Regions from separate parts of the Triticum aestivum genome. Here region 1 is linked to region 2. A link is a contact called in public Hi-C data. All regions are on one chromosome and are shown on one strand. The core of a region is the stretch at or near the end of the contact, and the rest is flanking DNA. Distances in the headings are between cores, read along the strand shown.

Region 1 (5,086 bases), core at 2,391-4,890, 190 kb after region 2:
AGTACCGAAAGTACGGCAACTCCGTGATCTGCACACGCTCGGCTCGGTGACGTCCCACGAACTCTCGATCCAGCTGAGTGTTGAGGGAGAGCTTCGTCAGCACGACGGCGTGATGACAGTGATGATGAAGTTACCGGCGCAGGGCTTCGCCTAAGCACTACGACGATATGACCGAGGTGGATTATGGTGGAGGGGGGCACCGCATACGGCTAAGACAGTTGTCTGTTGTGTCTTCTAGGGTGCCCCTGCCCCCGTATATAAAGGAGCAAGGGGGGAGGCCGACCGGCCCTAGGGCGCGCCAAGGAGGGGAGGAATCCTCCTCCTAGTAGGAGTAGGATTCCTCCTTTCCTACTCCTACTAGGATGGGGAAGGAAGGAGTGGGAGAGAGGAAGGAAAGGGGGGGGGCACCCCCCTCCTAGTCAAATTCGGACTCAAGGGGGAGGGGGCGCGCGGCCTGTCCTGGCAGCCCCTCTCTCTCCACTAAGGCCCATCTAGGCCCACTAGTTCCCCCGGGGGGGGGGGGTCCGGTAACCCTCCGGCACTCCGGTTTTCTCCGAAATCACCCGGAACACTTCCGGTGTCCGAATATAGCCGTCCAATATATCAATCTTTATGTCTCGACCATTTTGAGACTCCTCGTCATGTCCGTGATCATATCCGGGACTCTGAATAACCTTCGGTACATCAAAACACATACACTCATAATACCGATCATCACCAAACGTTAAGCGTGCGGACCCTACGGGTTCGAGAACTATGTAGACATGACTGAGACACGTCTCCGGTCAATTAATCAATAGTGGAACCTGGATGCTCATATTGGTTCCTACATATTCTACGAAGATCTTTATCGACCAAACCGCATAACAACATACGTTGTTCCCTTTGTCATCGGTATGTTACTTGCCCGAGATTCGATCGTCGGTATCTCAATACCTAGTTCAATCTTGTTACAGTCAAGTCTCTTTACTCGTTATGTAATGTTACATCTCATAAATAACTCATTAGTTACATTGCTTGTAAGGCTTATAGTGATGTGCATTACTAAGAGGGCCCAGAGATACCTCTCCGATACACGGAGTGACAAATCCTAATCTTGATTTATGCCAACTCAACAAACACCATCAGAGACACCTGTAGAGCATCTTTATAGTCACCCAGTTACTTTGTGACTTTTGATAGCACACTAAGTGTTCCTCCGGTATTCGGGAGTTGCATAATCTCATAGCCATAGGAACATGTATAAGTTATGAAGAAAGCAATAGCAGTAAACTAAACTATTATCGTGCTAAGCTAACAGATGGGTCAAGTCAATCACATCATTCTCTAATGATGTGATTCCGTTTATCAAATGACAACTCTTTGTCCATGGCTGGGAACTTAACCATCTTTGATCAACGAGCTAGTCAAGTAGAGGCATACTAGTGATACTCTGTTTGTCTATGTATTCACACATGTATTAAGTTTCTGGTTAATACAATTCTAGCATGAATAATAAACATTTATGATGATATAAGGAAATATAAATAAAAACTTTATTATTGCCTCTAGGGCATATTTCCTTCAAGAAGGTCTCCAATCGTGTGTGTGGGTTGACTCCAACATGTTGAATATTAGACAATTGGATGGGTTTTGTGGTAAACGAACAACCCAGTGTGGTTCATGGTTGTTCGGTGCTCTATTTTGGTGTTTCTTAGCACTCTAGTGGGAGAACCCATGTAGAGAGAAAGAGAGAGAGAGAGAGAGAGAGAGAGAGAGAGAGATAAAGAGAGACAAAGAGAGGATTTTTTACGGGGGGTAAAAGGTGTTTATATTACTCAAGAGCAAATAATTTCCTACCTACACAAACTAGGGATATTATTAGGGCCAGAACGGAGCCAGACCACATTACGAGCCACCATGAATAACACGACACTCCCTTTCACCCATAAGTCTCTTCACCTCCGAGACCACCATGGCATATTGCGAGCGATCTTGGCCTGTACATTGGTCAACTGGACTGCCTGCAAACTGTCGCACTCCACAATGATTGGCAGCTCCGTCCACTGGAGTGCTAATGCTTTGCCCTTCATACATCCAGCTAGCTTGGCGTGCAATGACTCCGGGCATGACCACAAGGAGCGACATGCGGAGAGAGAGATAGGATTGAACTGAGTGGGTTGCTCGCTCAGATGATATAGCTGGCCACCCAAAAGGGTTTTTTGTTTGACATTATTATATATCTTATGTATTTTTTTGTTTGTCACCTAATATAACATGCGTGTATGTTTATCAACGAATATGCTTAGCTGAGTATCAAAATATAACTATAACATAGTGTCTTGCCCCCCTTCTTCCTTTCTATGATGGCACATATGTTAGCTTTAGATGATTTTTATGTATGATCATTTGTCATGTTCATAGTTGGTGTATCAAGTAACAACATGCTCTTTGACGCAAAATGTCTGACTAGTGGAAGTTGTGTATGAGAAGATTTTTTATTTATTTTACGACCTTTTGGTCAATAAAAAATTAAGAAAACTAAATGTGATACTACCTCTATTGTACAATGTAAACATGTACACCTTTCTGGGTAATCTTGACTTTGGAGCCCTTTGAGGCAACATTCATGTGGCTCTCTTTTTTAGGTGTAACATAACTTTCATGAAAAATATATGTCTCGAAAGAACTATGGGCTAGAGAATGAATAACACAACCTTGCAAGACAACTAATTGAAATTGTCAAAATACATGTTTTTTTTCTTTCCACGACATGTAGCATAAGAGTTCTAACATCTCTTTCCACCATTATTAGATTACCTAACACACTCACATATAACGCACGAGTTCTTTCCCCAAGAACCTCACAACTACGTTTGTGCGAAAAAGTGACTTGGCATGTATACCCGTTTATGAGACAACATCTATTGCAATAGTGAAAGCCTTTGTAAAGGACATCATGACAATAACCAAAATTACGTGCTACTTGATAAAAAAGATACCTAGTTGTCCATATCATTCGTTGAGAATGTTGGGTAGAACATATACCTAAAGTGCACAACATGCAAAGAGATACCCTCGAATCGCATTCTATGGACACCAAGCACTCCAAGCATTCGTGTCACCTTCAGAGCCAAACACTGTACTGTCTGCGCTCGTTAGGTTTTCTGACATAATTCTGTATGTTACCTCCGCTTGTAATGTCTGTTATTAATGAACTGATACTGATGTAATACATGGATCCATGTCCTAGCCATTATGCTTAATTGTTGGAGCCAAATTACATCCGTAGCTTATGCCGCTGGTATAAGATTTTCGTATTTTTGTTACAATTATTACACGTTATAATCTCCCTGCCATAATAGAAAAGAATAAGCATCCGTGAAACTAGACAAAATTGAAGAACCTCCTTTTGAGAGCAACTTCAACAAACCCTACTAGTTTTATTGGGAACAAACCTTGATTATAGCAAGTACTAGTAATACAAAACAAATATCATCATCATTAAATAAAGCTGAACTCACTAACAAGTGGGCCACAAGTAACATGAGTCCTAGTCACCTTAACCTCGAAGTATTTTCTTGACGCGGCCACCGTTTCCCGGAAGACACAAGAAGGAAAAGCACACGTTTCCCCGCCGTCCCCACCCGGCAGCGACTCAAACCACGGCGCGGGTATGGTCGGCACGGGTAGGCAAGCCCGCCCGTCGTCCCCTCCCGTCGGGATCTCGCCCAGCCCCACCCCCACCCCCACCCCCACCCCCGTCCACGAACCAACGGAGGCGGCGAGGCATCTCCACCGCCGGCGAGAAATCCAGCTAGGGTTTCCGGCGAGCGAGCCGATGGGGCCGGGCGCGCCGTCGCCGGAGGACGCCGCGGGCGGGGAGCCGGAGGCGTGGTACGGCAGCATCCAGTACCTCGTCAACATCTCGGCGGTGGGGGCCGCCTCCTGCGTGCTCCTCTTCCTCCTCGTCAAGCTCCGCTTCGACCACCGCCGCATCCCGGGGCCCTCCGCGCTCGCCGCCAAGCTGCTCGCCGTCTACCACGCCACGGCCCCGCAGATCGCGCTCCACTGCGGCGCCGACGCCGCCCAGTTCCTCCTCTTCGAGCGCGCCTCCTTCCTCGTCCTCGCCGCCGTCTCCGCCGCCGCCTTCGCCGCGGCCCTCCCGCTCAACCTGCTCGCCGGGGACGCCGCCATCGCCGACCAGTTCGCCGCCACCACCATCTCCCACATCCCCAGGGCCTCCCCGCTGCTCTGGCTCCACCTCCTCCTCACCGCCGCCGTCGTCGCCATCGCGCACCTCGGCATCTCCCGCATGGAGGACGCCCTCCGCATCACCCGCTTCCGCGACGGCAACGGCAACCCCAGCGACCCCAACTCCAGCTCCGTCGCCGTCTTCACCATCATGATCCAGGGCATCCCCAGGGCGCTCGCCGCCGACAAGGCCCCCCTCAAGGAGTACTTCGAGCACAAGTACCCCGGCAAGGTGTACCGCGTCATTGTGCCCTTCGACCTCTGCACGCTGGAGTACCTCGCCGACGAGTGGGGGAAGGTCCGGAACAAGATCTCCTGGCTGGAGGCGAAGATGGACGCCCGCAGCCTGTTTGACGAGTTTGTGCAGGACGAATCGGGGCAGTTAGAAGCGCACTGGCTTGTCAGGAGATGCAAAGAGCTGTGGGCAATGACCGCGCAGAGGTTCGGGTTTACTGATGATGAGAGGCTAAGGAAGCTGCAGACAAGGAAACTCGTGATTGGGAGCAGGCTGTCGGATTACAAGGAAGGGCGTGCGCGTGGTGCTGGCATAGCTTTTGTTGTGTTCAAGGATGTGTACACGGCAAACAAGGCTGTGAGAGATTTCCGGATGGAAAGGAAGAAGACACCCATTGGCAGGTTCTTCCCAGTGATGGAGCTACAGCTTGAGAGGAGCCGATGGAGAGTGGAGAGGGCGCCACCAGCATCAGATATCTACTGGAATCACCTTGGGATGAACAAGACCTCACTAGCCTTGCGACGGATAGCGGTTAACACCTGCCTCATTGTAATGCTCCTGTTCTTCAGTTCACCATTGTCAATACTCAGTGGAATGCAAAACGCAGCACGGATCATC
Region 2 (4,794 bases), core at 1,384-3,883:
CTGAATTTGCTTCACAATGTATCCCTTTGAAGTTCACACAGACTTTCAGCACTGCACGGTATTGATCTCTTTGAACCAGGTTTAATTATGCAATACAATGCCAAGGCGCGCACTATACGACAACAATGAAATTTTGGGAAACTGCTGACCTAGTCTAAAAAAGCATGCAATACAATGCCAAGGCGCGCACTACACGACAACAATGCAATCTTGGGAAACTGCTGACCTAGTCTAAAAAGCTGATGTGCAAGAGACGTACAAGCATCGAACTATGAGTCTATAACAACAATACCAACCACCCCTGTAGCCAGCATGAGTTCATGCAATGCAAGCAATCTCTGCTACTCATCCTTACAGCCAACACGGATTAATTGGCACTGGAGCAGGGGCCTTTCTTAGCATACATGTGCCTCTTATTTGCTTTGTTCTGTCCTTTTTTTGGATTGCATTTTCATTCCATGCTTCTAATGTTGTTCTTTTACTGAAAGTAAACTGAGCAAATATATAAGGAAGAAAATCAGCTACTAAGAAAACTACCATGACAATACTGCTTCTAAAGGCAAGATAACAGTTAAGGCCACAGATATAACAACACTAGATGCTTTAATTAAATAATTAATGCGCCCAGGTGAGCAGAACTAGCCTTATCTTGTTGGTTGTGCAACTGATAACACCACTGGTGATATAGGTTGTATTGTAACTTCAAAACTACTACCTCTGTAAACTAATATAAGACTTTTTAGAGACTTTCTAGATCACTAAAGTAGTGGTCTAAAAAGTCTTATATTAGTTCACCCCTAAAGTAGTGATCTAGAAAGTCTTATATTAGTTTACAGAGGAGTAGTTTGTAGTAGTGTTTCCATGTTTTTTATGCAGAAGCCAGAGACAGAGTGTTGAACAGAAACTAAGAACATGTTCGAACCGTACCAAATGTAGAGCATCAGAGTAGATATATTATAAAAAATAGCGATAACAAACTGGTGGAAGAATTTACCTAAGTTCATGTTTTTCTTGGACAGAAAATACAATGAAGCACCGAATCCTGTTGCTAGGATAAATCCAGGCACATCAGGGCTAGTGTACGCTGATGGTAAAGACGTAGAGGTTCCACTAGCATATGTGAAAACCATCAGCGCACCATAAATGGATGACTGGATGCCCAAGCTGCTCGAAGCTGGGGCCTCCAATGTGAGAGGCACGTTCTTCATGGCTGACTGCATCCATTGCGGTGCTGTTCCTGCAGTCTTGACAGGTTTCACATCGGCGTAGCGGACGCTGCTATCGACAACCTTGCCAGCCCTCCGGCGCGATAAGCTCTGCATTAGCAGCATGTCATAGGCAACCTCGACCTGAAATGAAACATGAAACGGAGTCAAACAACGCATCCGGGATGCCTTTGATACCGGGTGCAACAAAATCTGTTAAAACATCAATGATTGATGCTGCCAGCAACTTAGGATCCTGTTGTTTCTTTTAAGAGCCCCAGTTCAGTCTTGAAACAGACAGTTGAAAGATTGGGCATGGGCGCAAGCAAGAGTACTTATCAGGAAGACAAGTTGCACAAGCAAACAAGAACAAATTACAGCTAGTTCGCTGGAACAAGAAAGGTTATTATTACAAAGGACAAAAATCCACACGAAATTGCGTAGAAAAACCAGGCAGTGGTAACTTGTCGAAATGAAGAAACAGAAATTTACACTCCTTCCCTTCCTACGGGCCAAGCCAAGTCACTGGTCCAAAGTTGACAGCACATGATATATTGATATGATATGCATATATGATCGCCTCCACCATGGCCCATCCATGGATATACAAATAGTGCTACCACTATAAGCTAACGCACTTAATGCCAAAAGCAGCATATTTTAGCAGCCTCGATTCATCACATGGGAACAACTGTGCGCCAATAATCTGCCCAAATTAGTGATGATCAGGTCTCCGCTTTTCTTCGCTGTGTACGGAAGTACTAGATTATAACCTGATTTTGCTTCAAAATATTGAAAGATAATATACAAAGCTATTCTTGCATTACCAATTTGATGATTGAGGCGGCTTTGTCGTCCTAAATTAGCAAGCTTGTGGGGACAATCGAAGCATGCTTTCAAAGATGGATTCACTTGAACAGCAAGCGAGCGTTGAGAGGGGACGGTGTGGAGTGGAGGAGAAGTTTGGGGGGAGGGAGGGGAGGGGGAGGGACCTGGGCGACGGCGTCCGGGTCGTCCTTGCAGGAGGCGACGACGGCCTTCTTGGCGCGGAGGATCTCGTCGAAGGAGGCGCCCTCGGCGACGCCGAGCAGCTTGAGCGCGCCCTCCACCGTCATCTCGAAGGGCGCCGGCGAGGAGTCGTCCGCGCGCGAGGCGGCCAGGCGCCGCGTCGGGGCCCGGCGGCGCGAGGGGGAGCTGCGGCGGGGCGCGGCGCAGCACCTGGCCACGGAGGCGGGGCGCCTGCGGAGGAGGTGGCCGGCGGCGCCGGCGCCGGCACCGCCGAGGGAGAGGGCCGTGGCCATTTTCCTTCCTTTGGCTGCGCTCGCGTGGTCTGGCTCTGCTGCCTGTGCGCGTCGGCTTCTGCTGTCCGCGGAGCTGATGGATGCCACCGTTGAGATTTTTTTTAATGGGTGATGATGATTTTGGCCGTCCGGCCGCCAATTTCTACGGCTTCGGGTCGGGGGCTTTCGGACACAATCTGAGGATTCTTTTTCTAGGAGGCGGATAAGCTTCGAAAAGAAGATTTATTCGGATAAAGATTGATTTTGTTGGTATCATTTCAAAGTCACGAAATCTGTGACAATTAACTTTTTTTTTTCTTTTGTACATTATATTTCCTTTTTTAGTTGTTTTTATATTATAATACTTGCTTCGTCCCATAATATCATGTCGTTTTGCTGAGACGGCAAAATTGGAGGCCTGAAGGAGGGCAGATTTATGGACTAATAAAAGTCATCACAGGTAGTAATACAAGGGAGGATGGTTACAAACTTCCCCCTTACTCTAATAGGGGGGTATTTATAAAATTATTTGTCAAGCTATTCGCTGAAACCAAAGGCCGCAAAAAGTACCGTGGAAAGGCGGTTGCGGAATGCGGCAAGGAGGTCTACGATCGCGCGTGTGGATAGGCTTGAATACGTCGAAGATCAAATGATTGGATAGGTTTTGTGGTAAAACGACTCAACGTGCTGCACGTGTGGTTCGTGGTTGTTCAATGTTCTTTTTTGGTGTTTTTTAGCACTCTGCTAGGGAGAAACATGTGTGCTTTGATGCAATGTACATATTGAGTTTCATTAACGGGAATGGAGGAGTCCATTGTAACCCCCCCCCCCCCCCCCGCCCCCCCCCCCCGCCCCACACACACAAGCAGTTTTTACCTCTATATCAAAGTATATGGCGTTTTTGTAGTTCAATTTGAACTGCAAAAACGTCATATATTTTTGTTAGGGGAGTATATCTTATGTAACTTTGTTTGTCGCCTAATATAACATGCGTATATATTTATCAACTAATATGCTTAATTGAGTACCAAGATATAACATAGTGTCTTGTCCCTTTTATTTTCCTTTCTACGATGGCGCATATTTTTAGTTTTATAGTAGATGGTTTATGTGTATGATCCTTTGTCGTGTCCATCGTTGGTGTCTCAAGAAACAACATGCTTTTTGGCGCAAAATGTATGACGGTGGGAGTTGTGTATGAGAAGATTTTCTCATTTTACACAACCTTTTGGTAGGTCAAGAAAAAATTAATAAGAAAACTAAATGTGGTACTACCTCTAATATACAATCTAAGCTTGTGCACTTTCTGGGTAATCTTGACTTTGAAGCCCTTTGAGGCAACATTCATGTGGCTATCTCCTTTTGAGGCAACTATAGACTATAGAATGAGTAACACAACCTTGCAAAACAAAAAAAATGAAATTAAGAAGTGTGAAAGCACATGTTTTTTCCCTTTCCAAGGCATGTAACATATGAGTTCTAATGTCTTTTTCTGTTATTATTATGTTACCTAACACACCCACATAAGGCGCACGATCCAACCTCGTCGCTATTGTAAGAAAAGATGACTTGACATGTATACCCCTTTACGAGGCAACATCTATTGAAACAGTGAAAGCCTTTGTAAAGGACAACACAACAATAACCAAAATTCGGTGCTACTTGATAGAAAGATACCTAGTTGTCCATATTATTCCTGGAGAAAGTTGGTTCAAACGTATACCTAAAGTGCACAACATGCAAAGGAATACCCTCAAATCACATTCTATAGACACCAAACACTTCAAGCATATATGTCACCTCTAGAGCCAAACATTACAACGTCTACACTCGTTAGGTTTTTTGACATAATTTTATATGTTGCCTCCTCTTGTAATATCCGCTTTTAATGAACTGACACTGGTATAATACACAGATCCACGTGTTAGCCGACATGCTTAATTGTTGGAGCCAAACTAAATCCGTAGCTTACACGGTTGGTATAAGGTTTTCATATTTTTGTTACAATTACTAGATAGGATGGTTACAAACTTCCGCCTTACCCTAGTAGGGGGTATTTATAAAATTATTTGCCAAGCGATTCGCTAAAACTAAAGGCCACAAAAGAACTGCGGAAAAGGCTATCGAAATGTTACGGAATGCGGCAAGAAGTGTTGGGGAACGCAGTAATTTCAAAATAATTCCTACGCACACGCAAGATCTATCATGGTGATTCATAGCACTAAGAGGGGAGAGTGTAGTCCACGTACCCTCATAGAACATAAGCGGAAGCGTTATGACAACGCGGATGATGCAGTTGTACGTCTTCA

The links. Hi-C and Micro-C count contacts between places; a contact is called where the count stands out from the background.
Region 1: a Hi-C map of leaf shows a contact between it and region 2, with 7 times the contacts expected there. The contact joins the promoter of LOC123105868 here to the promoter of LOC123105867 in region 2. A contact is called at or near these places in 2 of 5 Hi-C or Micro-C datasets (leaf and an unstated tissue).

Annotation. Positions count from the first base shown.
Region 1 is chr5A:672,347,487-672,352,572 of IWGSC CS RefSeq v2.1, forward strand. LOC123105868 (CSC1-like protein At4g35870) reads left to right here and starts at 3,641. Exons shown (of 3, transcript XR_006451051.1): 1 at 3,641-5,086.
Region 2 is chr5A:672,161,684-672,166,477 of IWGSC CS RefSeq v2.1, forward strand. LOC123105867 (protein CHAPERONE-LIKE PROTEIN OF POR1, chloroplastic) reads right to left here and starts at 2,634. Exons shown (of 3, transcript XM_044528032.1): 1 at 2,198-2,634; 2 at 995-1,349. The coding sequence starts at 2,506.